Regions from separate parts of the Mus musculus genome. Here all the other regions are linked to region 1. A link is a contact called in public promoter capture Hi-C data. All regions are on one chromosome and are shown on one strand. Each heading gives the region's core, a stretch centred on a gene start, on an enhancer-like site or on the middle of the called end of the contact. The rest is flanking DNA. Distances are from core to core; before and after follow the strand shown. Region 1 holds the start of Adcy3 (adenylate cyclase 3). Region 2 holds the start of Itsn2 (intersectin 2). Region 3 has its middle 21 kb from the start of Gm31938. Region 4 overlaps Ncoa1 (nuclear receptor coactivator 1).

Region 1 (6,607 bases), core at 2,235-4,734:
AGCTTCTTGCTGAGTGGAGAAGATGAGGCTCAGAGTGATATAGGCCTAAAGTATCAACACAAGCCTCAGAGCAAGGTGATGATTGAGATGACAGTGTTCCCATCTGTTTGATGAACAGAGACTCAGAGACTCTACAAGCTGTACCGTCTACTGAGATGTGGGTGCTGACCACAAACAGGCAGAGAGATCACTCGTCCCCAGTAGATAAGAAAGGGAAGCCTGGATCCTGCCTTCAGGCTAAGGAGACAGATTCCCACCACCATGTGGGGACCCTGGTCAGTGACCCAGCACACCTGGGCTCTACTCATTTCTGCTGCCAGAGATCAACAGCTGCTTCTCTGTGATTCTTCCCTATGACCTGGGGGGCTCTCCCAGGCCCTTGCTGAGAGGACATGGGTAGAGAATCTTCATGAGAGTGGAATATACCAGACATGGCTCAGTGCTCGCCAGTTTCCATGGGTTGGCAGTGGCTTCCGTCTGAATGAACTTCAGGTCTACCCTGTCTATCCTGGCCCCTAGCCGCTCACCTCTTTAGGCTGACATCACACAAGCCTTACCCTCCACCACATAGAGCTGAAGCAAGAAGAATCAGGTCCCTCCATTAACCAAACCTGCAGGCAAACCTTCCTGGACCGCAGCCAGGAGACAGCTCCCCTGGAATCTGGTCACTGGTTCTGCTGACCCTCTGGGGACACCCTATCTACAGTCACTCAAGTCTGCTCCCCACTAAACCTAGATTCTCTGCCACGACAAGGTTCCACTGTGCCCTATCCCAGCACTCTGGGCAGGCCCAGACTTAGGGAAGGACTGCTCAATTTCACTAGAAGATACTTTCTGTACCCCAAAGTCTCTTGACAACAAACAGGTCCACATGTGGCAGAAGTGGGGGGAGGGTCTCTGCGCTCTGTTCTCTGATTTGTTTCTGGTTTGCTCCTTAATGAACAGCACACTGGGGAGATGTAATTGCAGCCAGGGACCCTGGCAAGAAGAAAAAGGAAGAAATACTTGTTGATTGGAAGGTAGGTAATGGTTCAGAATATGTCCTCAAACCCCAAATGCTACCAGACCTTCCTGTCCTAACTAATGCCCAACAGCAATGACAATGGACGTCCTCCCAAAAACCTGTCCACAAGCAGAGACATAAGCGGACGCCAACAACCCAGGAAGCCAGGGCAGCAACAACAGGTGTTCACAGGACAACACCCAGCACCAGGAAAACAAAAAACAAACAAACAAACAAAAAATGAAAACCAAGACCACAGTGATATGCTATAACCGCACAGGCTCTAGCCTGGTGCTGAGCCGAGCAGAAAACCTTTGTGAACTTTAACTGAGCACAGTAGCCCACATCTACAAACCTAACGCATGGCAGGTAGAAGCAAGAAGGATCGATCAGGTGCTCAAGTCACCCTCAGCTACAGCAAGACCATTTTGGGCTACATGAAACCCTGCCTCAAAATAATAAATCAATTTAAAAAAAATATATATATATATATCTGTGAAGTAGGTTCCTACCTGACCCAGAATGGGAAAAATAGAAAGAACGTTGTACCAAGACCTAGAAAAAAAGTTAAAAACCCAGCAGAAGCCATGTTTCCCTCTAAACAGCTGGGAGGCAATGGAACAGGCCCCTCAAAGTTCTGTCACCAGAGGTACCACTGTAAGCCATGCCCCAAACCCAAGCAGACAATGACAAAGGCTTTGGTAAGACAGAAGCCACAGTGAGATGTGGGTAAAGACCTCTGGAAGCAGACGGAAGAAACCTGATGGCTGTTCCTGGCCACTTCCCTGCTCTCTGGTCACATACGGAAAACTGGAAAGTGTGTCGTAAGATACAGAACGCATTGACTCACGTCTCTGGGGAGCCTTTTAAAGGATGACCAGATAATTCAGACCAGAATCACAGCCCATCTCTCGCAGCACTTGGTGGGAACGCAAATCAGCAAAGCTGAATCTCAACTGTCCACGCCTTCAGTGGAACTAGCCTGCTAGGCCGCAACACCACACTCCACACCACAGCGGCTATGACAACCGTCCCGGTTGTGTCCCCACTTCTGCCTTCTATGGGAGACCACCCTCCCTTACATCACCTATCTGCTGGTGATGCTCTGAGCTCTAAGGAAGAAGCAGGGTATCTAATAACCACGCCTTCCCTCCTTAAGCTCTTCACATAACCTAACAGGCTTTCATCTCTGTTCCCTTGGATCTTGATAACAGCCACTTCTGCATCCAGGGCAGACAGGATCCCCATTTGACTGAGAGCACTGAACCCCCACAAGTCAAACACCATCTGGAGTTAAGCAGAGTTTGCCACAAGCCGTCTCTTGACCTGGGTCATAGACTGGCTGAGCAAGACTTCCTCCACACCAAGATCCAAGGTGCTGTCACCAACTCCAACCAGGCACAGTTGGCTGAGTGGCCCCGAGGCCCAGTGTTCTTTCTCTAGGAAAAACACCATATGACATCGGGGTGCACACTCCCAGGGGCTGAGAGGTAGTCCTCTGAACTGACAACTGGGACCCCAAGGCCGCTCAGGACGTGTTCAACTCCTGGCATTGAAAGCAATCCCACCTGAGTGACACTTGGCTGGAAGAGAAGGAATACAATAGACAGATAGGGAGGAGGGTGGGACTCACCTCCCTCAGCAGCTGCATCCCTTCCAGCTCATCCTGCTGCTGCTGGGCCACAGTGACCCCCAACACAAGCGTGTGCACAACACAGGAGACCACAGAGATGATCACGATGGGGCTGAGGCTGAGGGGCAGCGTTATGAAGAAGGAGAAGACAAAGAAAGCCTGCCAACCCACAGTGTCACTGGCTGCGTGGGCCCGTGAAAAGTTCAGGCCCAGGTAGGAGAAGATCTGGGCCGAGATGAGCAGCCACAGCAGGTAGGGTACCACTTTGCGGCTCACTCGGTCCGGGAGCAGCCCCTTTTTACAGAGCACGAAAAGGATGATGTCCAACACCAGACCGAAGCCTGCCACCATGAGGGGCGCCAGCTTGTCGCTGGAGAAGACCACCGCGCACATCACTACCACGTAGCAGTCAAAGAGGGCCGCAAAGACCACCAGCACCAGCAGGGTCTCATGGCGCTGCCTTTTGAAGTAGGTCTGGTAGAGGTTCTCCAAGGACTCAGGCACGAAGGTCAGCCGCATAAAGCGAGGCAGGCACAGGCAGGACCCCGAGTTCCGCACAGAAATTTCATGGGTCCGGCCGACCCCGCGGTCGGGGTCAGAGGGCAGGCTGACCGAGTATTCAGCTGAGTACTCTGCCGAGTACTCGGGATCCGAGAAGCCCTGGTTCCTCGGCATGTTGGCTGCTGGCTGTTTCTAATGAGGAAGGGAGACCTGCAGGTCAAGCCACTTCACCAGGGCTTCGTAAGACCCGGGGAAGGCGGGGAGGTTCCTCTTGGTTATGAATGAAGGGCGTCCAACTGGAGCTGGAATGCTTAGTGGGTTCCCAGGACACAGGTGGCACCGAACATCTGCAACTTAAAAGGACATGGCTAAGGACATGGCGCCTCTTTCCTTGACCCAACCTACCCCTCATACAGATCCATGCTACACAAGCCTCCAACACCACAGCCTCCCAAGCACGCCCACACACTCAGTCCAGTCCACACCAGACACCCGGTTTCCTGCGTCGGGCTTCTGGAGGGGCCTAGCCATCTCTCCATTCCTTGTATGCCCGGCTCTATCCCTGACTTCCTCACCTAAATTCCCTTCAGGCCCACTGGCTCCAAGCTGAAAAGAAAACGTGCCTGGAAGGAGCCGGAGCGGTCCTGGGGATTCCCTCATCTCCCTTCTGTTTACTTCCTTTCCCCCACCCACCCCTGGGAGAATCCAGCCCCTTCCCAACCTCGGGCTCTGCAGCCTCGTGGAAGTCCATCCAGCCCTGGGTCGTAGCTTGGCGCTGACCTGTGCGGGAACTCGGGAGCCGCGCGCTCCAAACCGGGGCTGCGGAGCCAAGCCAAGTGGGCTTCAGCGAGCCGCAGGCTGCTTCCCGCAGTGCCGCCGCGCCAGCTCGTCCACCCGGAGCCTGTGCGCGGGTCCCCTCGCGGTCAGGCCCCGGGTCAGGCTGGGAGAGGCGCGAGGCTGCGGCTCAGCATCGGTGGGCGCAGAGGACGGCGGCGGCGCGCGCTGCGGATGGCGGGCCCAGGCCGGGGCAGCTTGCCAGCATCCTCTCCCCGCACGCAGGGCGAGCCAGCCGAGTCCGTGCGCTGCGCTCTGCACACTGATTCACACGCGCCGCAGGCCCCAGGAGGCGGGCGGCCCCTCCCCGCCTTGTCGCCGCCTCCTGGGCGCCGGGTGGAGGGGCCCCCTCGCTGTCCCCGGTGTCTCCCTCTTGCCAGCGCCCGGCGACGACTGCGTGGAAACGCCGAATTGGTGGCAGATAGAAAGGAACGAGGCGAATCTGCGCCTTGCCCCCAAACAGGCCGTGTTACGGAAGATCAAAGCCCGGGACGTATCTTCCCTGAAGGTGAGGCGTGCTGGGGCACCCCGGCCGCCCTTCTTCTACCCTGGCTTCCTTCCGGGGACAGGAGAGGCCTCGGGCTGAGGTTTGGGGGCAGCTCCCTGAGTGGGCGCGCCCCATCTCAGTGTCTCCGCCCACCCTGGCAGCCCAGACGTCAAGCGTGGGGCTTGATCTCTCTTCGAGGGAATAAGCAGCCGAAACTGGTGACAAAAGAGGACTGAAGTAGCTTGATTGGTGCCTGGCACGTGGACCTGAAAGAGGCCTTGCTTCACGAAGATCTCCAGTGCACATCCAACCAATTGGGATGTATTTGAGTTCTTCCTTAAAGAAGCAAATGCTCCTTTTGGACCTGTCCATCTCCTAAGCCGTAGCATCAATTATTTTCCTTGAATTTGACAGAACACCTTGTTAGGAGTGAAAGTCGTTTTAGAAGAAAATGTGCTCAAGGGACTGAGGACAGCCCTCAGCATTAAGGGATCAAGCTTTGGGGGCAGCTAAAGATGAGAGAAGAAAAACAGACACAGGGGATGGGGAGCTAGCGAGGGATGCCCTGTCACTCAGGGATAGATGTCCATTTAGAACTTCAGGCATACATTCACAACACCCAGGGAATAGTCCATCACTTAATTGGTCTTCCATTGCTGTGTGTATGGGTGTCCCTCAAATTGTCTGACAAGATCAGTACCCCCCACCCTGCACTCCCCATCCCTCCCACGTGCCTCAGCCCACACTCTCCAGGGCTTTGATTAGAAAGGCAAAGCACAATAACTAACTTCAAATAGAGGCGGAGGGTGAACTCTGTACAAAGCACCAGCCCCATCAGTTTAAGTTGTTTGGGGTCCAGGAATTTATTGCAACTTGTTACATGACGATAAAGGATGTGGTTTTTACTTTTAACAAAGGAATTCATTGATTTTCAAAAGGGGGGGGGGAGAAAAGCTAGTGGCTAGGCTGTGAATGTTAGTTTCTGACTAGCATCCAAGAGGCCTGCATCCCAGCATTGCAAACCAGAGGTATTAAATGCCTGAGATCCCAGCACAATCAAAAGTTCAAGGTCACCCAGAGCTGCTCAGCAAGTCTGAAGCCTGGGCTATGTGAGACCTTGTCTCATAAAAGAAAACCATTAAGTGAGGTATACCTGAACTGCTAGGGACGCAGCTCAGTGCTAGAGGACATTCCTTATACAAGGTCTAGGTTCAGTCCCAGTGCCTACAGTGGTTAAGAGCACTTGCTATTCTTACAAAGGATCCAGGTTCGGTCTCCAGCACCCACACTGAGTGGCTCACAATCTATAACTTTAGTTCTAGGAGATTTGGCACCCTCTTCTGGCCTCTGCGAGCAACAGACACTCCAGAAATGCATACACACTGCGCATACACACAGGCAAGCAAAAAACTTTTTTTTTTTTTAAAACCAGTTATTTACTTACTTTCTTACTTACTTACTTAGTTTAGTTTAGTTTAGTTTAGTTTTTTGAGATGATTTCTCCATGTAACCCTGGCTGTCCTGGAACTTGTTTCATAAACCAGGCTGGCCTCATTTTAGAAATCTAGGAGCCTCTGACTCCTAAATTCTGGGATTAAAAGGGTGTACCACCACACCTCATGGGATTTGTTTTGACACAAGGACACTCATATTACATCTCTGAGTCTTCCAACCCTTGGGCTCCTCTCTAGTCCGTTGTGTGTCAAGGGCACATCATATGCCTGGACCCTGACCTGAGCTTCCTTGTTAGGCCTTCCAGTCCTGCCAATGTCCCAGCCCCACTCTCCACCCTGACTGTTTAAAGAATTATTTATATTTTCTGCATATGAGTATTCGGCCCCTGTGTGTGTATGTTTATGCTTTGTGCGTGTGTTTATGCTGTGTGCATGCCCAGTGCACAAAGAAGCCAAAAGAAGTCACTGGATCTCTGGACACAGGAATTAGGGACAGATTGAGCCACCACATGGGTGCTAGGAACCAAACCTGGGTCTTCTTCAAGAGCAGTCAGTGTGCTTAACCACGGAGCCATCTGTCCAGCCCCTTCACCTAGTTTTGCAAAGGGAGAGGGCTCCATATAGACAGTGCTGGCCTCTTCCTTGCTATCCACTCATTGTCCTCCAGAATCCTCCAGGGTGCCTTACCAATTGGT
Region 2 (6,607 bases), core at 1,457-3,956, 460 kb before region 1:
CTAGAGAGCCTATACTTTTATCCAACAGAGTTGTAAACATGTACTCAATTTTTATTAAACCAGACCTTTCCTCAAATGAATATGCATTGACCATGAAAAGGATTCAGAAAACATAAGCCAGGTGGTTAAATACAACAAATTAAGTGTCTCCCATCTGGTAGTAACTCCCTGATTGTCCGCCATAATCACAGTTGAATAGCTGTACAGTAAATAACAGAGTTTTATTCAGTGTCTTGATATGGCTGACAGTATATAACAACGTTATTTAGTGTCTTCATATGGCTGTGAAACTGCCCTTTAATTGAACCTCTCAAAACACTGCAAATGAAATACGTTGCACTCTTAGAGTTATGAAAATACATTATTTCTCGGTCTATTCACTGTTATTTCTGTTCAGTTTCCTCCCCCATTTCCTCTGTGCCTCATATCCTTTAAGCCCCATTCAGTTCCTCTTTCTCAAGAATACCTACATGCACGTTCTACCCCGGAGGGTGTGTCAATGTGCAACCACTGTAAAAGAGCCAAGTATAAATACATTTTAGATGTATGTTCAGCTTTAGATCTATGCAATTGCAGAAAGAGCTTAGGTGCTGAAGTTAAAAGAATTCTAAACTGAAACAAGACACTTGTTCTTACTAGCTCCGAGACCTAGAGCAGTCAGTTAAAAGTTAACATTTTACTTATCTATCTGATGGGAGGACATTACTTACAAGGCCTTCATGTGCTTTAAATAAGTATATAAAACACTGAGCATAGTGTTTTATATACTTATTTAAATATAATATTAGTAAGTGCTCTATAAATGACCACCATGGGAGATACACTGTGATACTAAAGGAAGTTTAGTGGGTGATGCACAATACATATTTTTTTATCAGAAGGATGGAACTCTGTGAAACTCTAGATTGAAGATGAATCAAAACTAAATATCTTGAGATTTCATGCCCCTGGTAGCAGACAGCATGCTGAGAATATGTAAAATGGTCGTTTTACTCCTTAATACACACACACACACACACACACACACACCTCTAAAATTTCTAAGATTATATAAAAAAATGTCCACTTTGTATAGGATAAAATGACCAAAATAAATTCTTGAAAAATTCTCTAAGTTTGGGCAAAAGGTGTGTGTTACTCTGTTTTTGTAAAAATGCATTTTTAAAGTACAAATCCAATCCCCTGAATGTACATATCTCCTCACACTCAGGAAATATCGGGATTTGAGCCTTTGGATATGTTGAACATTTTTTTAACTTCGTTAAATGGTTACCAGCATTACTTGGAACAGCAGCAGCACACCAGTCATAAGAATAACCGCCAACGTAATGGCAAGCACATAACTGAATTTTGCAGGCCTCCCATCAACTTGTATAAATGTTGTAGGCCATGTTTCTAGATTGCTTTTAGGTTTTAGCACTGGATGACAATACAGCAAACCGTGAAAGGGAAGTTAGCAATTTCTCAAAGGCTTAAGCACCTAGTTTGGCCTCCAGTCTGTACTACCTAAACTAAGCTAACAACACAAAATTCCAAGTGACACCTTGCGTCCCCTGAGGAAGTAGGAAACGCCGTGAAACAGACAAGAAGCACGGAGTACGGCAGTAATTTCTGTGTCAACTTGAATTCCTATTGTAAAGTAGCTGGGTCTATCCAAAATGTTCCTGTTCGTTATGAATGCAAGTTTCAAATGAGTGTATTTGCCACGGACAATCACTGAATAACACAGAGCATGACCAATACCTGCAAACAGTGTCTTTCAGCAGAATGAAACTTGCAGCCTCGGTTTACCTACTCACTATGCACTTGTAGGTGCCTCTTCTCCCTTAAATAAGCAGTGAACTTTGGCTACAGAGACTCCTCGCTGTGCTTCCTATATATACCCTAGAAATGCATAATGCAGAAGTCAGCGCTTAACAGTTCTCAACTTTAGCTGTTATAACGCGAGCAGTGGACGCCAAGCATCCGCCCACTGTCCTCTCGTGACTCCGGCTACTTTGACGCACCGGGATGCGGCTCACCTGACACTCTGCAGCAACCCTGACCAAGGAGGAAAAAGAAAAGAAAGGAAGAAAGAAAGAAAAGAAAAGTCAACTAAGCCAAAATAAAATAGGTCCCCAAGGCAACGCGCACCCAGCCCAGATGCCCCTAAGGAAAGCCCGGAACCCGGTCGCCACCAGCGATAGGCGGAGGCCGTCACCTGCCAAGCGAGGCCGCGGCAAGGGGCCCGGGCTTCCCGGCCTCTGAGAGGAGCGGCCCGCCCGCCCCGCGGCGGAGGCAGGAACCCCGGGGCCGGAGGTTTCCGCCCGGCACGGCCGTCCTCGGCCGGGGCCTAGGGCGGGGGCCGCACGCGCTTCCGAGGACTGAACCCGGCGGTGCGCGGCGCGCAGCCCCCTCTGCCCGGCCCGTGGAACCCCGGGGGCGGCGGCGGCCGCACCTGCCCCGCGCCCCTCGGCCGCGCCGACGGGCGGCTTCACCCACCTGGCGCCTCGCGCACGTCCCGGCGCGACCCCGCGCGCTCCTCGACACCGGCGCGTGGGCGCGGCCAAGCTCCGGGAAGACCCTGCCGTGCCGCGGCCGCCGCCGCCGGGTCAGTCGTCAGGCCGGCCGCAGCGAACCTGTTGCGCAGCCTGTCACGGCTGCTGGGCTCTCAGCCGGCGCCGCCTCAGCCCCACAACAACATGGCGGCCGCGGCCTCCGCAGGAAGCCGGGGGGCGGGGAGGCGAGCGACGGGCGGGCAGTGACGGCCCGCCCGCCTAGCCGCGGGACACCTACTCCTCACCGTGGGGAGCGTGACACTGCGTGGCGCTCCTCCTCGCCCCCGGAACCGTGGAAGGCGTGGGCCGAAATGCTTCTCCTCCCGCCAGGTCCCGAAGCTCCGCGGCTGACAGCCCTTCCAGGAGCTGCCAAGACCCCCCACCTGGCTCCTCCTCTTCGAGGTGACTTGCCGGGGACTGGGTGGGACATTTCCTGCCACAGGACCCTAAGGTTTTGGAAAGGGCCAAGAGATGTCCAGGACATCCCCGTTGGACCACACATGGAGCTTGCTGTCTCTCAAGCTGGAACCTTCTTATTCACTGAAGGTCTCTTCGTTAACATGTGAGCAAGCCTTTCCTGAGAATGGGGAAGTTAGAGGTGCAAAGGAGTTGCCTCCACCTTTGCTGCAGATCCTTCTCAAGGACTCTCCTTAAAGGATTTTACCACACCCAAGAGTTAGCTGTCCATTCACCATCACACACACACACACACACACAGAGAGAGAGAGAGAGAGAGAGAAAGAGAGAGAGACAGAGACACAGAGACAGAGACAGAGACAGAGACTGAGAAAAAGCATCCCTCTGTTCACACACAAGAGCAAGCTCATGACAGACAGGAAGACCGTCCCGGACTTTTCTGCTTGCAGAAGCTAAACATCCTTACCCATCTAATAGGAGAAACTCATACTTAGAACTTATTTCTATTCTGTGGTTTCCTCACTCAAATCACCATTCTTTATCTGCTGTTTGACAGAGGCAACAGCACCCCCTGGACAAAAAAAAAGCTTTCTTAAGGTTGAGGATGAGGAAATGATGGTCCCTAATGGGCAAAATGGGAGTGTAAGGTTTCCATGGAAGGAAGTGTACTGAGATGCAAAACTCATAACGTAAACTGGTGCGTGCCTGTAACCCCTGCACACAGAGAACGAGTCGCATCAGTCTGACTGCTGAGAAGGATTGTGAATTTGAGGTCAGTCTAGGCTATATAAAAATTGTTTTTTAAAAATCCCATAAATAAATGGATGTTTTCAAACATTAGTATCCCTATGATTTCAATTGAAATGTGAGAGATATGTGTAGATCAGATGACCCCAGGCTTCACTGACCCCTGTTGGGGCTGATGCAGATAGAAAGTCTGACTTGAAAGAGATTGCGGAGATGCTCAGGGCCAACTGAACTGGACAACCAACTCTTAGGAGGAATTTAGCAAACATTGATGGTGATAAACAGGGTTTTCTTGCTCTCACGGTGTTTTCTTAACTCTTCAATTAGCCCTTGGCTTGCATTTTGGTGTTCGGGACTTGGTAACATTCACCTTGCCTTCTTTCTGTTGAGGTTGCTGGATCCTTGAGAGGAGGGCGGTGGGACGCAGGTGCATTTAAAGGCCTCCCTTGAAGAAACTGCAGAGCTATCAGAAATTGGAGTTCTGTATGTCTGCCTGCAGTATCCCAAACACTAAGTCAACAACTTGGGATTTTTTTTGTTTGGTTTTAGGGTTTTTTTTTGGGGGGGGGGGATGGTCTCTCTGTATAGCCTTGGCTGTCTTAGAACTCTCTTTGTAGACCAGGCTGGCCTCAGAGTCACAGTGATCTGCCTGCCTTTGTCTCCCAAGTGCTGATAATTCCAGTTTCTATTCAGAACTTGAGATCAATCTATCCTGTCACAATGTAGAGTATGAGGGCCTCCTCTAGCCTAGCTTCTCTTATACATACATATGCGATTCTGGAATAAATCTGGACTTACTTAGTGGATATAAGTAATGAGGGAAGAAAAGAAATGAAGGATTCTCAGATTGCTGGGCAGGCCTTGCTAACAGTAGTTCTTTCTGTTCAGCAAGCTAAATGGAATTTTGGAGGCTGGCAAACACAGAAGCAACCCAAGAAATGTTCTTGCTGCCTTTAGATCTTTCTTTCCCTACTTATGCAAAAACAGTCCTTTTTGTCGTTTTTGATTTTTGTTTTTAGGCTTGCAAAACCCTTCTTCTCTCCTTGTGTCTTCTTTAGCCAAATACCAGAGCACTCAGTGTCCAGCAAAAACTTCAGCACCTGAAATAGTCAGTCATTTCTCTCCACCCAGAATTCTCGTCATCCTCAGTCTTTAGGAATTTATGATTCAGGTAGGTGATGTAGCAACCCTCCCAGTTCATTCCTCCATTCATGGGCTGGTCTTGAAACTCTACCTGTGAATTCCCTCAGAATTTCCCAGATCTGACTGTCATTTGTTTACCTCTAGCATGGACTGTAGATGAATAACAAGCCCTACCTAATTCAGAGACGTTCTGTCAATTCCCTAAAAGATTAGTAGTTGGTGTAGCGTGAAAAGCTTAGGGAGCAGGGAAGTAAACTATGCATATCATATTTCTCCCTTTCTGCCAAATCTAGGATAGGCTCTTAGGCCATTACTATAAACCAAGGTTTTACCATGGGGACCCCTAACCACAAGCTCTTTTCCTTTCATGCTCCTTCCAGCCTTATAGATCCTGTTTTTAAAGACCCCATTCTTCATCCAAAAACCTCCCAGCCTGTCTTCAAAAGAAGACTATGATGGTAAGGACAGGCTAGAATAGACAGAAGGAAAATATGCAGATTTCAACCATAGTGTAAGGTAAATATTATATAGGAAACTGTGTGAACCAGGGGCTTGTCTTTTACATAAGACCTTTACCACTAATAGACTGCCTATGGCAATGCTATGTATAACCTTAGTTTTAAATAAATAATTTATAAGGAAATTAAGAGGCTATGGCCAACAGAAACCATACTGATTTGTCCAGATATTTGTTACTTCTGGTATTCTTCATTCTTTCCTAAGGACCAGAGTTTCCATTTATAATTCCCTTTAAGTAACTTTCTTTAGTGTTTAAAGCTATAGTGCAGGTCTATTTGCTACAAATTTTTATATTTTATATGAAAACGTAGATGTTACTTGCTTTCATATTTGCATGTAGATTTACATCCATGGATGTAAAAGAATGGGTTGAAATAAATGAGGTGGCTCAGTGAATAAAAGCACCCACTGCCACTCCTGATGACTTGAGTTTGCTCTCTGGGTCTCGAGGATGGAAGGAGAAAATCAACCTGCAAGTTCTCCTGTAACTCCCACCTCTACAGCCCTGTGCCCTGTATAATAACAAGTACATGCTAAATAAAATGTAAAACTCTAAGCTGCCACTCCCCTCCTTCTCACTGAATATTTAACTGTTTGGTATCCTCATTAAATATGTGCCAACAGTGTAACTGTGCTCCACTGCAGAGCACCAAAGCCCTGCTCTGCCACCCCCACCCCCCCATGCCCAGGACATCTGAGGACATGAGTACTGGGAAAATGGACCTGTTTAAAGTCATTTTTGGGGTTTTTGTTTGCTTGTTTGTTTTTTTGTCTTTCTTTGGTAGGAGCTTGCTCATGTCCCCTGTTAGCTAAGGCATCTATTTTAGTGGCTTATAAGAAAAAAATGGAACCTAGGCATTTCTCCTATATTCTCTCTCTTCCGAGAAATGGATAAAAGGTGAAGTTTTCCCTTTCTCAGTTCCTTTTTCCTTTCAAAACTTAGAATGAACTACTGACAATAGTGATTAAGGCTTGAAGATTTAAAGTCAAATCAATCTAGGAAACCAGGTTGAGGTTGACCTATTATAACAGGGTGATACACATGATGAAACGTAGGTCAGGGTAGTGAGTTCAAGGCCCACGAAGAGGTCTAGGCCTTCCATGAGATGTCTTTGTCATGTCACTAATTGGATTGTTTGTTTTTACAAAATTAAAAGTTACTAAGAACCTCACATGTTCCTAGTTCCTAACCATAGTCAACAGGACAAACTGATCTTTAGGTTAGCTTCTCCACTCGACCTACA
Region 3 (6,607 bases), core at 1,149-3,648, 410 kb before region 1:
CCAGAAACATCAATTTCTTTAATATATTAACATGGAGTGATTGGGGTAATTCTCTCTTGTATCCTTTCCACTCTCCTTCGGGGTCCCTTGCTTGTTTTGGCAGACCCTCACTCCTACTAGATTTCCATTGCACACCAATTATCCCCGCTCCAGCTGCCCACAGACAGCTGTTCTTACTGCCCTCCACGAAGGCCCCCTCCTGTGGTAACCCTTGCTTCCCCAGGACGGCTACTTCGCCCAGGCTTTATGCCTGGCTTGGGCGCAGAACTTCTGCTCGGAGCAAAGCCTCTGCTCTGGTAAAGAGTTTCAAATGGAGCCGCTCAGAAGTGGCGGTGGGTGCTGGGATCTTGCACCACAACGTGTAGGACCTGCTAGAGTGTTCCCGAGGGGATATGAGCCCGCCAATCGCTATGGCGATGATGATAGTCTGAGAGCTGATAGTCTGGTAACATACTTTCTTTTCTTTTCTTTCTTTCTTTTTTTTTTTTTTTTCGAGACAGGGTTTCTCTGTGTAGCCCTGGCTCTCCTGGAACTCACTCTGTAGACCAGGCTGGCCTCGAACTCAGAAATCCGCCTGCCTCTGCCTCCCAAGTGCTGGGATTAAAGGCGTGCGCCACCAACGCCCGGCTCTCCTTTTCTTTTCTTTTCTCTTCTTCTCTTTTCTCTTCTCTTCTTTTCTTTTCTTTTCTTTTCTTTTCTTTTCTTTTCTTTTCTTTTCTCTTCTCTTCTCTTCTCTTCTCTTCTTTCCTTTTCCTTTTCCTTTTTCTTTCTTTCTTTCTTTTTTTTTTTTTTTTTTTGGTTTTTCGAGACAGGGTTTCTCTGTGTAGCCCTGGCTGTCCTGGAACTCACTCTGTAGACCAGGCTGGCTTCGAATTCAGAAATCCACCTGCCTCTGCCTGGAATTAAAGGCGTATGCCACCACTGCCTGGCCCAATGCATATAACTAGTGTCCAAAAGTTTTAGTCCACCTCACTGAATAATAATTCCCACTTGTCCTAGAAGAGTTTAAGTTAGCAATCTCTGTAGTCCACGTTCAATGCAATCTAATCTTTGCAACAGCAGTGTGTCCTAGGAGCAGTTTCTTCAAGACAGGCCACACGTGTTTGTTCCTTTTGGAATAGAAACAATTTCTCAACACTGTGGAATAAGATAGTATTGTCCATACCTAGAAACACTGACAAGTTATTGGTATGCATACGCCTCTCCTGAAGTTATCTTAGAGTGTGAGTCTCAAGTTTCTCTGGCCATTTCGATCCAACAGCCCGGGTGTGGGAAGCAGGCACAGCAGGCTGACACAGCTGCTGTGGCCACGCTGACTGTGTCTGGCTGGGGGCCATTTGAGTCTGCATCTGGAGATGCAGAGCATTGTGGAGAAATTTTTCTCTGCAGAAAAGTTTCCAAGTGGATAACTACCAGCTTTCCCTTTGGTGACTCCCCTCCCACTCCATCCCGCCCTCATCCCATCCCCCACCCCAGGATCTGAGAACAGATCCCAGGACCTTTTGCTTGCTAAGAAAGCACTCTACCTCTGAGCTAAGTCTCCAACCCTGCCCTTTGGCAACTTTTCCCACTTTCTACCTTAGGTGTCCTCATCTCTGTCAAACTGTAAGAAAACTTTTGTAATGGGTTTGAAGATACAGGGTAAGGCTAGTGGCTATAACCAGTTTATCCTTATACCCAGAAACAGGCCGGGCTTGTTAATTTTTTTATTTGTTTTATGTATGTGTGGTTTGCCTGTGTGTATGTCTAGTCTGTGTCCCACGAGCATGCAGTGCCCACAGGGGTCTGTGGTATCAGAAGCCCTGGAACTAGAGTTACGGGCAGTTGTGAGCCATGATGTGGGAGTGGAGACTTGAACCTGGGTCTTCTAGAAGCACAGCAGTGCTGTCAAATGTTGAGCCCCTGCTTCCAGTTTATTTTTTATGCACAATGGAAAACAGACAATAATTTCTATCTCTTTATGGCACTAAAGGACACATGGATTATATTATTGACTAAAGTTAATCTTCATAAGCGACTCCTCTGTCGAACGCCATACAATTGTATGAGAAATGCTGTGTCTGGATGCAGAGATTTATTTATTTATTTGGGGTTTTTGTTAGTTTTTCAAGACAGGGTTCCTCTGTGTAGCCCTTACTGTCCTGGAACTTGCTTCATAGTCCATGGTAGTCTTGAACTCACAGAGATCTGCCTGCTTCTGCCTCCTGAGTGCTGGGATTAAAGGTGCACACCACCAGGCCAGCCAGAGTTTTATTTTTAATAGATAAGCTCTAAAGTACACACTTTCCTTCTCCTTTCCATCCTCTGTAACTGCAGTTCCTCTTTGTCTTAGTTAGGGTTCTGTTGCTGTGGTGAAATACTATGACCAAAAACAAGTTGGGGAGGGAAGGGTGTATTTGGCTTGCACTTTCATTTGTGGTCCATTACTGAAAGGAAGTCAGGGCAGGAACTCAAACTAGGCAGGGACCTGGAAGCAGAAGCTGATGTGGAGGTAATGGAGGGCTGTTTACTGGTTTGATCATCATGGCTTGCTCAGTCTGCTCTCTTATTATAGATGGGAGGAGGGTGGCCCCACCCACAATGGTCTGGGTCCTCCCCTATCAATCACTAATTAAGAAAGTATGCTTGCTGGGCAGTGGTGGCATACGCCTTTAATCCCAGCACTTGGGAGGCAGAGGCAGGCAGATTTCTGAGTTTGAGGCCAGCCTGGTCTACAGAGTGAGTTCCAGGAGAGCCAGGGCTGCACAGAGAAACCCTGTCTAGAAAAACAAAAAGAAAGAAAGAAAGAAAGAAAGAAAGAAAGAAAGAAAGAAAGAAAGAAAGAAAGAAAGAAAGAGTGTTACAGTCCCATACCGAGGCAGTTTCTCAGTTGAGGTTCCCTCTCTTCCGATTACTCTAGCTTGTGTCGAGTTGACATAACAATAGGCAACAAAGAATTCTTTTCTTAATTCCTTTGAGCCAGGTGAGAACGGCTCCCATAAGCTTATATTTTTGTACACTTGGTTCCCCAGTAGGTGGAAGAGTTTGGGAAGGATTGGTGTGGCATTGTTGGAGCAGGTATGTCATTGGGGCGGTGCCTGGAGTAGTGAGTTTTGAGGTTTTAAAATCCCATGTTATTCCCCATTAGCCCCTCTACCTCTCTCCGTCTGCCTCAGGCTTTGTGGATAAAGATGTGAGCTCTCAGGACCTGCTCCAATGCCTTGGCTGCCTTGCTGCCGCCATCTTCCCTAACGTGGTAGTCATGGACTGCCCAGCTTTTCTGTGGGCTCTGGGGACCCAAACTCTGGTCCTCACACCTGCACAGCAAGTGGCTTCCCTACACAGTCACTTCCTGGTCCACCAAAGGAGACTTGGCCTTACTTCCATCTTCTTGCCTACAGAGCTTCCTCCTTCCTTTTGACTGCCTCTCAGGATGTCACAGTTTCGTAACACATGGTTTCAACAGTGTCCTCCTACTATGGGTATTTTGACTGACTCCAAACTGTGGCAATTATAAACAGTGCTACCATAAACAAACATGTACATATGTCAACCTAACCTTGGGTGTGTCGTCTTTTTTATTTATTTTTCTTTCAGGACAGAACCTCAGACCTCCTGTATAGGAGGAAAGTACTCTATCACTTAGCTACATCCCAGACCTTGAGAGTATATTTGAAATAAACTTGTAGAAGTGGACTTTGTTTTCTTGTATAAAGGGGTATATGTGCTTAAAATTTCTTTCCAAGATTTTTGTTTGTTAGTTTTGTTGAGTTTTTTGTTTGTTTGTTTTTTGTTTTTTTGAGACAGGGTTTCTCTGTATAGCCCTGACTGTCCTGGAACTCACTTTGTAGACCAGGCTGGCCTCGAACTCAGAAATCCTCCTGCCTCTGCCTCCCGAGTGCTGGGATTAAAGGCGTGCGCCACCACTGCCTGGCTTTTTTTTTTTTTAAAGATTTATTTATTATATGTAGCTGTCTTTAGACACTCCAGAAGAGGGCGTTAGATCTCATTATGGATGTTTGTGAGCCATCATGTGGTTGCTGGGAACTAAACTCAAGACCTTTGGAAGATTAGTCAGTGCTCTTAATCTCTGAGCCATTTCTCCAACCCGAGATGGGGTCTTAATAGAGGTCTTGTAGCCCTGCCTGGTGTAGAACTTGTTATGTAGACCAGGCTGGCCTCAAGCTCTCAGAGATCTACTTGCATTTGCTTCCTGAATGCTGGGATTAAAGGTGTGAGCCACCATTCCTGGTCTTTCCCCAAGGCTTAAAGTATTATTATATTTGAAAAATAATGCATACTATAATTAAATATGTACATAATATAGACAGGTACCAGGAAAGCCCATCTCCTGACTCTATGTCCTAGGTTTCCTTCCCAAAGATCATCAGTGTGTGCATAAGTCTACACATAACACATGTATATACACTGGCATGTACATATGACTAGATATTTGACAGCTTTTGGTTTTGCTCATATACCATTCTGTGCCCTCAACTTTTCATTTATATGCTTATTTAATTGGTAGTTTTGTGACAGGATCACACTATAAAACCAAGCTAGAGTGGAGCTTGCTAGGTAGCTCAGGCTGTCTTTGAACTTAAGATCCTTTTGCCTTAGCCTCTCAAGTGCTGGGATTCCAGATGTGTGCCACTATATCCAGATCTTCACCCCAGTTTTCAACTTACTACATCAAGATTCATTACATAACTGTCTTAGTCAGGGTTTCTATTCCTGCACAAACATCATGACCAAGAAGCAGGTTGGGGAGGAAAGGGTTTATTCGGCTTACACTTCCATACTGCTGTTCATCACCAAAGGAAGTCAGGACTGGAACTCAAGCAGGTCAGGAAGCAGGAGCTGATGCAGAGGCCATGGAGGGATATTCTTTACTGGCTTGCTTCCCCTGGCTTGCTCAGCCTGCTCTCTTATATACCAAGACTACCAGCTCAGAGATGGTCCCACCAATAAGGGACCTTTCCCTCTTGATCACTAATGGAGAAAATGCCTTACAGTTGGATCTCATGGAGGTATTTCCTCAACTGAAGCTTCTTTCTCTGTGATAACTCCAGCTGTGTCAAGTTGACACAAAACTAGCCAGTATAATAACATAATATTAATAGATCATACTTACTCTCTTTAAAGTCAATATGACATTTATCTCAAGGATACCAACACTAACTTATTAAAATAAGGTGTAATTTACATAAAATATAATTCTTTGCTGTCATTTAAACAAACCAGTACAGTACACCCCATGGTAATTTACTGGAACTTGAACTCAGGGCCATGCGAGGCAAGCATTTCACCACTGAGCTGCACCTCCAGCCAGGACTGTCATTTTGACGAGTGTTTTCCTATTTCTCCTCTGGAGGAGTTGCACCAGTCCACACTTGTACCAGCAGCATAATAGAAGTCTTCCTGCAGCCTTGACAAATGCAAGCTCATCAAGCTTTCAGATTGCTCGGATCTATAGGTGAACAAATAATGCACTCTCATTTCAAACCTCACTTTTATGTGTGCGTGAGCCAGGGTCTTTCATGCAGATGTTGCGGGCGGTTGCGCCACAGTGTTCATGCAGATGTGCGCGGAAGGCTGCGCCACAGTGTTCATGCAGAGGCTAAAGAACAACAAGGGAGGAGCAATTTTCTACTTCCACCCTCTCAGGGGGTCGGGGGAGGGGGGTGCTCAGTCTGTCAGAGTGCACAGCAGTTTTCTTAACCTGCGGAGCCATCTCAAGACTCCAATTTTCTTATTTATTAGGAGGGATGTTTGTGTGATCTTTTTAAATGCCCTGTGCCAGCAATGGCCATCTCACTCAGCTCCCTTTAGCTCCTAGAAAGAAAATACACTAGAAACTTTTATACTTTAAAACTGACCAGAACTGGGCGGTGGTGGCGCACACCTTTAATCCCAGCACTTGGGAGGCAGAGGCAGGCGGATTTCTGAGTTCGAGGCCAGCCTGGTCTACAGAGTGAGTTCCAGGAGAGCCAGGGCTGCACAGAGAAACCCTGTCTCGGAAAAAAAAAAAAAAAAAACCTGACCAGATAACTCAAAGCCTGGGCGAAGAATATCCTGCCCCATCCTCCTTGGCCTCCGCTGTGAGTCCCCGAGAGTTACAAGTTGGCTACGCCGTCTCTGCTCCACAGCCTGATCCAAATTAACAATGCTCCCAGTGTCCCCCTCTCCTCCAGTCCAGCCCGGAAATTCTGCCTTATCCTTCGCCTAGCGATTGGCTTCTGCCTTCTTTATTGACCCAATCAAGAGACAATTAGGGAATCTCCGCCTTCAGAGGGACATTTAATGGTTTAGAAAATCTGCCCTTGTCTGTGATATGAATTACGAAATTTTGGGAAACTTGGCGTGCATAGAAATATCATGTAAGAACTGTACCCCTTAGTTAGGCGTGGACACCTTTAATCCCAGCACTCGGGAGGTAGAGTTTAAGATCATGTAAATTGGTCTACATACTGAGTACTAGGCCAGCAAGGGTACTCGGAAAAACTGTTGGAAAATCTTTTCTAGTATCTCTTTTGTAAGTTATGATTAGTTGCTGTAAAAGATAAGAGCATACTGCTTGTTTTTGTTTTCAAGACGGAGTCTCACTGTGTGGCGCTGGCTTTTCTGG
Region 4 (6,607 bases), core at 1,714-4,213, 260 kb before region 1:
CTCTGTAAAGCAGAAATAATGCCAACAAGTTACTTATTGTAAAAATTTTTACATAGGAACATATGGGTTGAATATACAGCCCTAGCCAAAGAATATGACAGATGTTCAGAAAATATTTAATTTGCTTTTTTTCTGATCATGGCATTTTGAAATTATTACCTCAACAAAGTAGCATTTCAAGGGAAAAATCACTCTTTAAAGAAAATGCTAATATATCTCCCCTCCCCCACAGTTCTCTAAGTCATCTTCTTTAATATAGAGATCACCCTGTTTCTTGACCTTGGCTTAGCTTTTCTAGGTGAATAAACCCTTTGTTGTTAATGAGGAAAATGGACTGTGGTTGTACTCGTACCTTACAAAAGCATTAACTCCAAGGACATTCTATGTCTAAAAATGTAAATTGTGAATTCATAAAGCTTTAGGTAGAAAACAAACCTTCATAGCTTAAGGGTAGGACAGAGTTCTTAGACAAGAAACCAGCAGTGTGGTCTGTTAAAGAAGAGTGGCAGATTGAGCTTCATAAAAATTAAAAGCTTTTGCTACAAAAGACACCATTTTGAGAATGAAAGTACCATCTTCAGACTGAAAAGTATTTTCAAATGACATACCTAGTAAGGACTTGTATCAAACTCATGCAAAGAACTCTCAAACCTCTATAATAAAGAAACAGCCAATTTCAAAATGAACAAAATGGGGATTGTAGGAGATGGCTAAAAGTCAGTAAGTGCTTTTTTTTTTTTAGTTTTTTTTTCCGAGACAGGGTTTCTCTGTGTAGCCCTGGCTATCCTGGAACTCACTTTGTAGACCAGGCTGGCCTCGAACTCAGAAATCCGCCTGCCTGTGCCTCCCGAGTGCTGGGATTAAAGGCGTGCGCCACCACACCTGGCCAGTAAGTGCTTTCTATGTAAACATAAGGACTTGAATTTGGATCCCTAGCATCTATTTGAAAGATTGGGTGTTATAGTCCCAGTGCTGGACAGTGGAGGGAGAAGCATGCCTGGGACCTGCTGCGCAGGCAATTTAGGCAAATCATGTGCTTCTAGGTTCAGTGAGAGACTCTGCCTCAAAAAAATCAGAGGGTAATTGAGAGCTTGTTTGGAGGTTCTATCAGGGGAGCGCAGCTACTCATATGCCCTCAACCAAAGACAAGTTCTCTTCTATTGGGGAAGGTTGTCCCTTCCATCAACTGAGGACTGGCCAATTGTGCAGCTTCAGGAGGGCATACCTGCCTAGACAGTCAGATCAGATGAATCAGCCCTGGCGATCAGTGGGGTGACAGATGTTGCACCCAGATTGCCCTCACATTCCAGAGGTAATTGAAAAAGAATTTTCATGTTAGCCTCCACAAATATAATCTGCACAGACATGACATGTACTAACACATACACACAAAGTTAATCAAACACAGATATTTCATCAAAAGTTGGAAGTAAGTGCAATTGAAAAGATAGTTGAAATTATGAGCCTTGCAGTCTTTCCACTGCCTCAGGGAGATTCAGATTAAACCCACAATGATCCACTACTAAACAAGTACTTAACGTAACTAGTGTAGGAAATCAGGACAATACAATGATCCACTACTAAACAAGTGCTTAACGTAACTAATGTAATGTAGGAAACCAGGACAATACAATGATCCACTACTAAACAAGTACTTAACGTAACTAATGTAGGAAATCAGGACAATACAATGATCCACTACTAAACAAGTACTTAACGTAACTAGTGTAGGAAACCAGGACAATACAATGATCCACTACTAAACAAGTGCTTAACGTAACTAATATAGGAAATCAGGGCAGTACCAGGACATCCAAGATGCAGAAAAACTGGTTCTCTTGAATACGGCTCAGATCAATGAAAATATTACATATGTATAATTATGTTATTAATTAGTACTGGAACAAATTTCTATTCTCATAGAAGTTGCAAATTTGGACAAGATTTTCATATATTCCACTTTCCCATAGTGGTAACAACTTACATTCAACCTTGGTCCATATCTTTAATTAAGCAATACATCCGTCTATGTTATTCACAGCCACACATGCTGAAAACAGCCCACATGGTTGTGAAAGTATGAAATGATAAGTGTGGTAAATTCATAAGTTGATGACTAAGCAGTGAAGGACTTTATTGACACATGCAGCAGCATGGGTCTGTAGCAGTATTGTTCAGGGTGAGAGAATGTGGCCGCAGGCAGTTGTACACTGTGTGCTTCCACTTGCCTAACCTAGTATATAGCAAAGGACCCTGCTGATGGAGAAAAATCACAGACCAGGCATTTAGGGGAGTTTGACATATAAAGCATGAGAAAGTGCCTTGGTTTGGTGGGGTAGGTGAGTGTAGAACTTGTAGTTTGCACATAATGGTTGTTTTAAACTTCTATGCACATATTTATATTCTTAGAACTGTACTTTAGGAAGTAGTTTACTGCATGGTCACTTACTAACACTATTTAACGGTAGATCTAAAGTGAGAATAAGCAGAAGAGCAAAAATGATAGGATGTAAAACTAAACCCTATCTTGTAAGATGTATGGGTTTTAAGAGTTTTGAGGAGTTACTGAATGTTAGAAACAGGTGAATGAGCTTCTTAGAGTAAATCTCAGATTTAAAATTAGATTAAAATAAAGTCTTTACTCATGTATTAATGAGTGTGTGGGCACGTGTGCAAGTGTATATGAACATGATGAGGGACTCACGCCACAGTGTGAAAGTCAGGGGACAACCTGGTGAAGTTGGTTCTTTCCTTCCATATGTGCACCCAGGATTGGATTCAGGGTGGTGGCAACAAGAACCTTTATCCATGGTGCCATCTTCGCAGCCCCTAAAAAACACAACCTATTCTTTGTTTATTATTGATTGTTTTTTAATTTTATGTTTGTGATGTGTCTGTGCACTGTGTGCATGCCTGGTACCCAAGCAGTCCAATAGAGGGTGCTAGATCATTTGGAACTGGAGTTACAGGTGGTTGAAAGCTGCCATGTGGGTGGAGGAACTGAACACCTCCCCCACACCCTTCTCTGTAAGAACAGTAAGTACTTTTAACTGCCAAGCCGTCTATCTACCTAGCCCCAGATTAACACAGATCTGCTGTGGGTTAAGACACTGTGGCTCAGGCTGCCCTTGAACTCACAGCACTCCTCTCTCTACTTCCTAATGCCAGGATTACAAATGTGTTACCATGCCTGCCTTTCTTGTGTTGTACAGCCCACTCTATACTTGTAAATAAATAAATAAACAAATGGGATTTAGTAATTTATATTTCATCTAGAAATCTAGTGGATATTTTGGTTTCAAAACTATTGCCATCTTTTTGGGGGGTGAGGGGTTAAGAGTTACTACACTGTGCTAGCTTGCCTTTTCTTTCTTTTAAAGACAAGGTCTCATATAGCCCACACTAGCCTCAAATTAGCTATGTAGCTGAGGATGACCCTGAACTTGTCATTGTCCTGCCCTCACCTCCTGTGGTCACAGCATGCTGGTGACTGACCCTGAGCTTCTTGAATGTTAGGTCAGTGTTAGGTCTGCCAGCTGAGCTGCGTCAGCAGCCTTTAACGGTGTTATCTACACAGCTCTTGAAATGTTACTACACTGGTCCTGATTTTGAAAATAGCTAAAAATAGAATAATGAACTCTTGTCTGTCTCAAACAATTAGAACACAGGGCCAACTTTGTTTTTACCCTCTTCGACACCTTTTACTCTCATATTTTGAAACAAATACAAGCATCATGTCCTTTCGTCTGTAAATACTTCACTATGGCCCTAGAAAAGGTAAAGTTGTCTATTTTTTTAAAATACCATAATCTCAATATAATACAATTATTATAGTTAAAATTAATTGTTAATTATTTACTATTAGTATTCAGCTTTCAAAATACATATAAATAGTCAGGTTTATCAATATTTTCCTTTATACACTATAAAGGAAACTATATTCACTTACATGTTTACTAAAACTGGTTAGAAAATACTTTATACAATTCATTATCTTACCTATTTTTAAGTGTTAATTCATATTACCATGCCAAAAAAATCTCCAGAATTTCTTTTGTATTACTTCACACATAACTCTGTAACTTTGGTACCTTCTCACTCCAGTTAACACTTTTTTCTAATGATGAGATTTAATTTCAGTATTTAATCCATTTGACCTTTCCCCCTTTTTCTGTTTGCTGGTATAGTATGTAAATCACATTTACTCTTACTCCATTGGCTTGCCATTTTTGCCAGCACCATTTACTTAAGGGAAAGTCATTTTAGTCAGGATATTGTTGCTGTGATAAAACACCAGGGCCACTCACCCAGGGTTGCCCCACCCCCCAGTAGGATGGGCCCAATCAACATCAACATCAATCAAGAAAATGCACCACAGGCTTGCAGACAGGCCAGTCGAATGGGAGCATTTCCTCAGTTGAGATTCCCTCTTCCAGATGACTCTAGCCGGTGTCAACTTGAGACGTAACAGTACAATAGTCTTTTTGAATAGTTTCCTGGTCCTAGAGTGCGAAGGGTCTTGGTAAATACTACAGATTTTTGAGGAAACCTCTGAACAATTAAATCCTAGGTGTAAGTGTAAAACAGAAATAGACCAGTTATCAAGAAGATTGAAAATAAGCTTCAGATTAGTTTACTCTCTGGAGTTTTTCCTACTGCCAATCAGAAACTAAAACTCTTTAAATAAAAAGCAACATCATTCATACTCTCCTTTTGTTGTTGTTTCAAGTCATGGTCTTATACCCCAGCAGCAGACTTCAAGCTTACCAAGGAACAGGAAACCAGAGAAAAGAGTTAGGAATACACAGATGCATTGCATTCCAGGACTGCAGTGAAAACGTGTATAGCAGTTCCTTCTCCCTCCTCTGTGTGTCATGAGAAACCAGCTGTCACGTGAGTTGGTTTCCCATCATACGCAAAGCATGCTTTTCCTACCTTTCCTGTGTCTTCAGTTTTCTGAAGCTTAACCGAGGTAAGGTTCTATGGGAATTATTCTTGATACTTAGTTGAGCTTTCTTTAGTTTTAGATTACTTAAGCTTGCTCACTCTCCCTCCACGTGTGTGTGTGTGTGTGTGTGTGTGTGTGTGTAGGTTAGAGGGCAACTCTTGATAGTGGATTTGATGTTCCACCACCTTGTTAAGGGAAGGTCTCAGTTTCACTTGTTTGCTGACTTTTCCAGGACAGGTAGCCTATTTGCCACTCTGGTGCTGGAATTACAGTGCATCCACCCTCCTCCAGCTTTCGTGTGTGTGGCTTATGGGAATCGAACTCAGATCCTCAGTCTTTCTCAACAAACACTTTTACCCACTGAAGCATCTTGCCACCAATTTACCACCCCGATGTCTTTTGTTTGTTTGTTTGTTTAAATCTGGCCAATTGTTACCTTTTGTGAGATGATGCACAGATCTGAAGCTCGCTCTGTTTGCTTTCTCTCTGTTGTTAAAATTGCAAAGCTTTATTGTCTTTCAGGCCTGCAATTCTTTCCTCTGCACCCATCCATTCAATTTTTGCTTTTAGCTGTTGGGTTGAGTCTGAAATCTCCCCTTAGTCCCTCCTTATGGCCTCCCTTGCTTTGCTAATGTCCCTATATTATTCCTTTGGATTTTGTTTGTTTTGTTTCAAATATGTGAGAAAAATAAAGACAGAGAGAAGGCAGACAACTCATTTCATCATGGCCAGTCACAGTCCCTTTTTGGATAATTTCAGCATCTCTAGCATCTTAGTATCTACAGATCTTCCTTTTTCATTCAGTTATAAATGTTCATGGTTTTTGGTGCTGGAGAAATGGCTTTATTGGTTCAGAGCCTTTCATAGAGACCCCAGTTGGGTTCCTAGCACCCATATCAGGTGGCTCACAACTACCTGTAGCACCAACTCCAGGGAAATCTGAAGTCTCTTGACTCCTCATGTACCCACACACACAGATCTAAAAATAATAAAAATAAATCTAAAAATAAATTCCTAGTTTTTGAAATAAGTGATTTTCATTGGATATTTGAACATTATTGGTATTGTATTCTGAGATTCTCAATCTATTTAAATGTCCCAGTTTAGCTGGATATGGTGGTAGAATCTTTGAACTTCTAACACTTGGAAGGCAGAGGGAGGAAGATTGTAAGCTTGACACTAGTCTGTACTATGCAAAGTAACATCCTGTCTCAAAAAGAAAACTAAATAAACCCCGTATTTAGCCTCTGCCATTGTTGCTTCAGCATGGGAAGGAAGGCTGATGTCTGATTACCCGTGGGTAGGAGTTCAACTCCCTACTTGCCACTCTTATTACTCAGCTTGGGGGTTGGTTCTCTTTCTTCCTGGTTGAGAGAGGCAGGGGTGCCTCATTAATATCCCCCATGTGGCCTCTGCAGGGGCATATTCCCATTACTGTGTAGAGGTAAAAGGCCTAACTCACAGAGGCTTCCCCTGACACCAGCCTGTGGCAGAGAGGGTAAGTGACAATGTCAGGCATTCTGTATAGCCTTGTTACCAGCTAGCAGGCAGGCTTCACTGCTGGGCTCTGAGATGCCTCTGGCTGGGAGAGCTGGCCTTCCTGCTGTATCTTGAGGGGGGGCTTCCATGTGCCCTGCATTGGCAGTGGTAGAATAGAAA

The links. Promoter capture Hi-C pulls out the DNA fragments that hold promoters and counts their contacts.
Region 2: a contact with region 1 is called in a promoter capture Hi-C map of second pharyngeal arch cranial neural crest. The contact joins the promoter of Itsn2 here to the promoter of Adcy3 in region 1. A contact is called at or near these places in 8 of 39 promoter capture datasets (the 3T3-L1 cell line, cranial neural crest, embryonic stem cells and 5 more), 6 of 115 datasets of contacts at active chromatin or transcription factors (effector CD8 T cells, embryonic limb bud, embryonic stem cells and 3 more) and 2 of 9 other capture datasets (embryonic stem cells and liver).
Region 3: a promoter capture Hi-C map of hematopoietic stem and progenitor cells shows a contact between it and region 1, with 5 times the contacts expected there. The contact joins the enhancer-like site here to the promoter of Adcy3 in region 1. A contact is called at or near these places in 23 of 39 promoter capture datasets (the 3T3-L1 cell line, the C10 cell line, the HPC-7 cell line and 14 more), 7 of 484 Hi-C or Micro-C datasets (the HL-1 cell line, bone marrow-derived macrophages, embryonic stem cells and 1 more), 20 of 115 datasets of contacts at active chromatin or transcription factors (T-cell acute lymphoblastic leukemia, embryonic basal ganglia, embryonic forebrain and 8 more) and 1 of 9 other capture datasets (liver).
Region 4: a promoter capture Hi-C map of stem cell-derived epiblast-like cells shows a contact between it and region 1, with 7 times the contacts expected there. The contact joins the enhancer-like site here to the promoter of Adcy3 in region 1. A contact is called at or near these places in 13 of 39 promoter capture datasets (the 3T3-L1 cell line, the HPC-7 cell line, HPC-7-derived erythroid cells and 6 more), 13 of 484 Hi-C or Micro-C datasets (embryonic stem cells and stem cell-derived epiblast-like cells) and 11 of 115 datasets of contacts at active chromatin or transcription factors (embryonic stem cells, large pre-B cells and stem cell-derived neural progenitor cells).

The regions. Positions count from the first base shown.
Region 1 is chr12:4,131,030-4,137,636 of GRCm38.p6, reverse strand. Adcy3 (adenylate cyclase 3) reads right to left here and starts at 3,484. Exons shown (of 21, transcript NM_138305.3): 1 at 2,637-3,484. The coding sequence starts at 3,311.
Region 2 is chr12:4,589,107-4,595,713 of GRCm38.p6, reverse strand. Itsn2 (intersectin 2) reads right to left here and starts at 2,706. Exons shown (of 40, transcript NM_001198968.2): 1 at 2,482-2,706. Gm3625 (predicted gene 3625) reads left to right here and starts at 1,983. Exons shown (of 1, transcript NR_169069.1): 1 at 1,983-5,919.
Region 3 is chr12:4,541,397-4,548,003 of GRCm38.p6, reverse strand. No RefSeq gene overlaps it. Among named protein-coding and RNA genes, the nearest start is that of Gm31938, 21 kb to the right of the region's middle. Within about 2 kb of position 2,398, at least 52 of the 459 cell types and tissues checked have an H3K27ac peak or open chromatin away from gene starts, as enhancers often do. A contact at or near this core is called in bone marrow-derived macrophages and hematopoietic stem and progenitor cells, where this site is marked.
Region 4 is chr12:4,389,182-4,395,788 of GRCm38.p6, reverse strand. The region is part of intron 2 of Ncoa1 (nuclear receptor coactivator 1); the gene reads left to right. Among named protein-coding and RNA genes, the nearest start is that of Gm51963, 67 kb to the left of the region's middle. Within about 2 kb of position 2,963, at least 18 of the 459 cell types and tissues checked have an H3K27ac peak or open chromatin away from gene starts, as enhancers often do. A contact at or near this core is called in embryonic stem cells, epiblast stem cells and stem cell-derived epiblast-like cells, where this site is marked.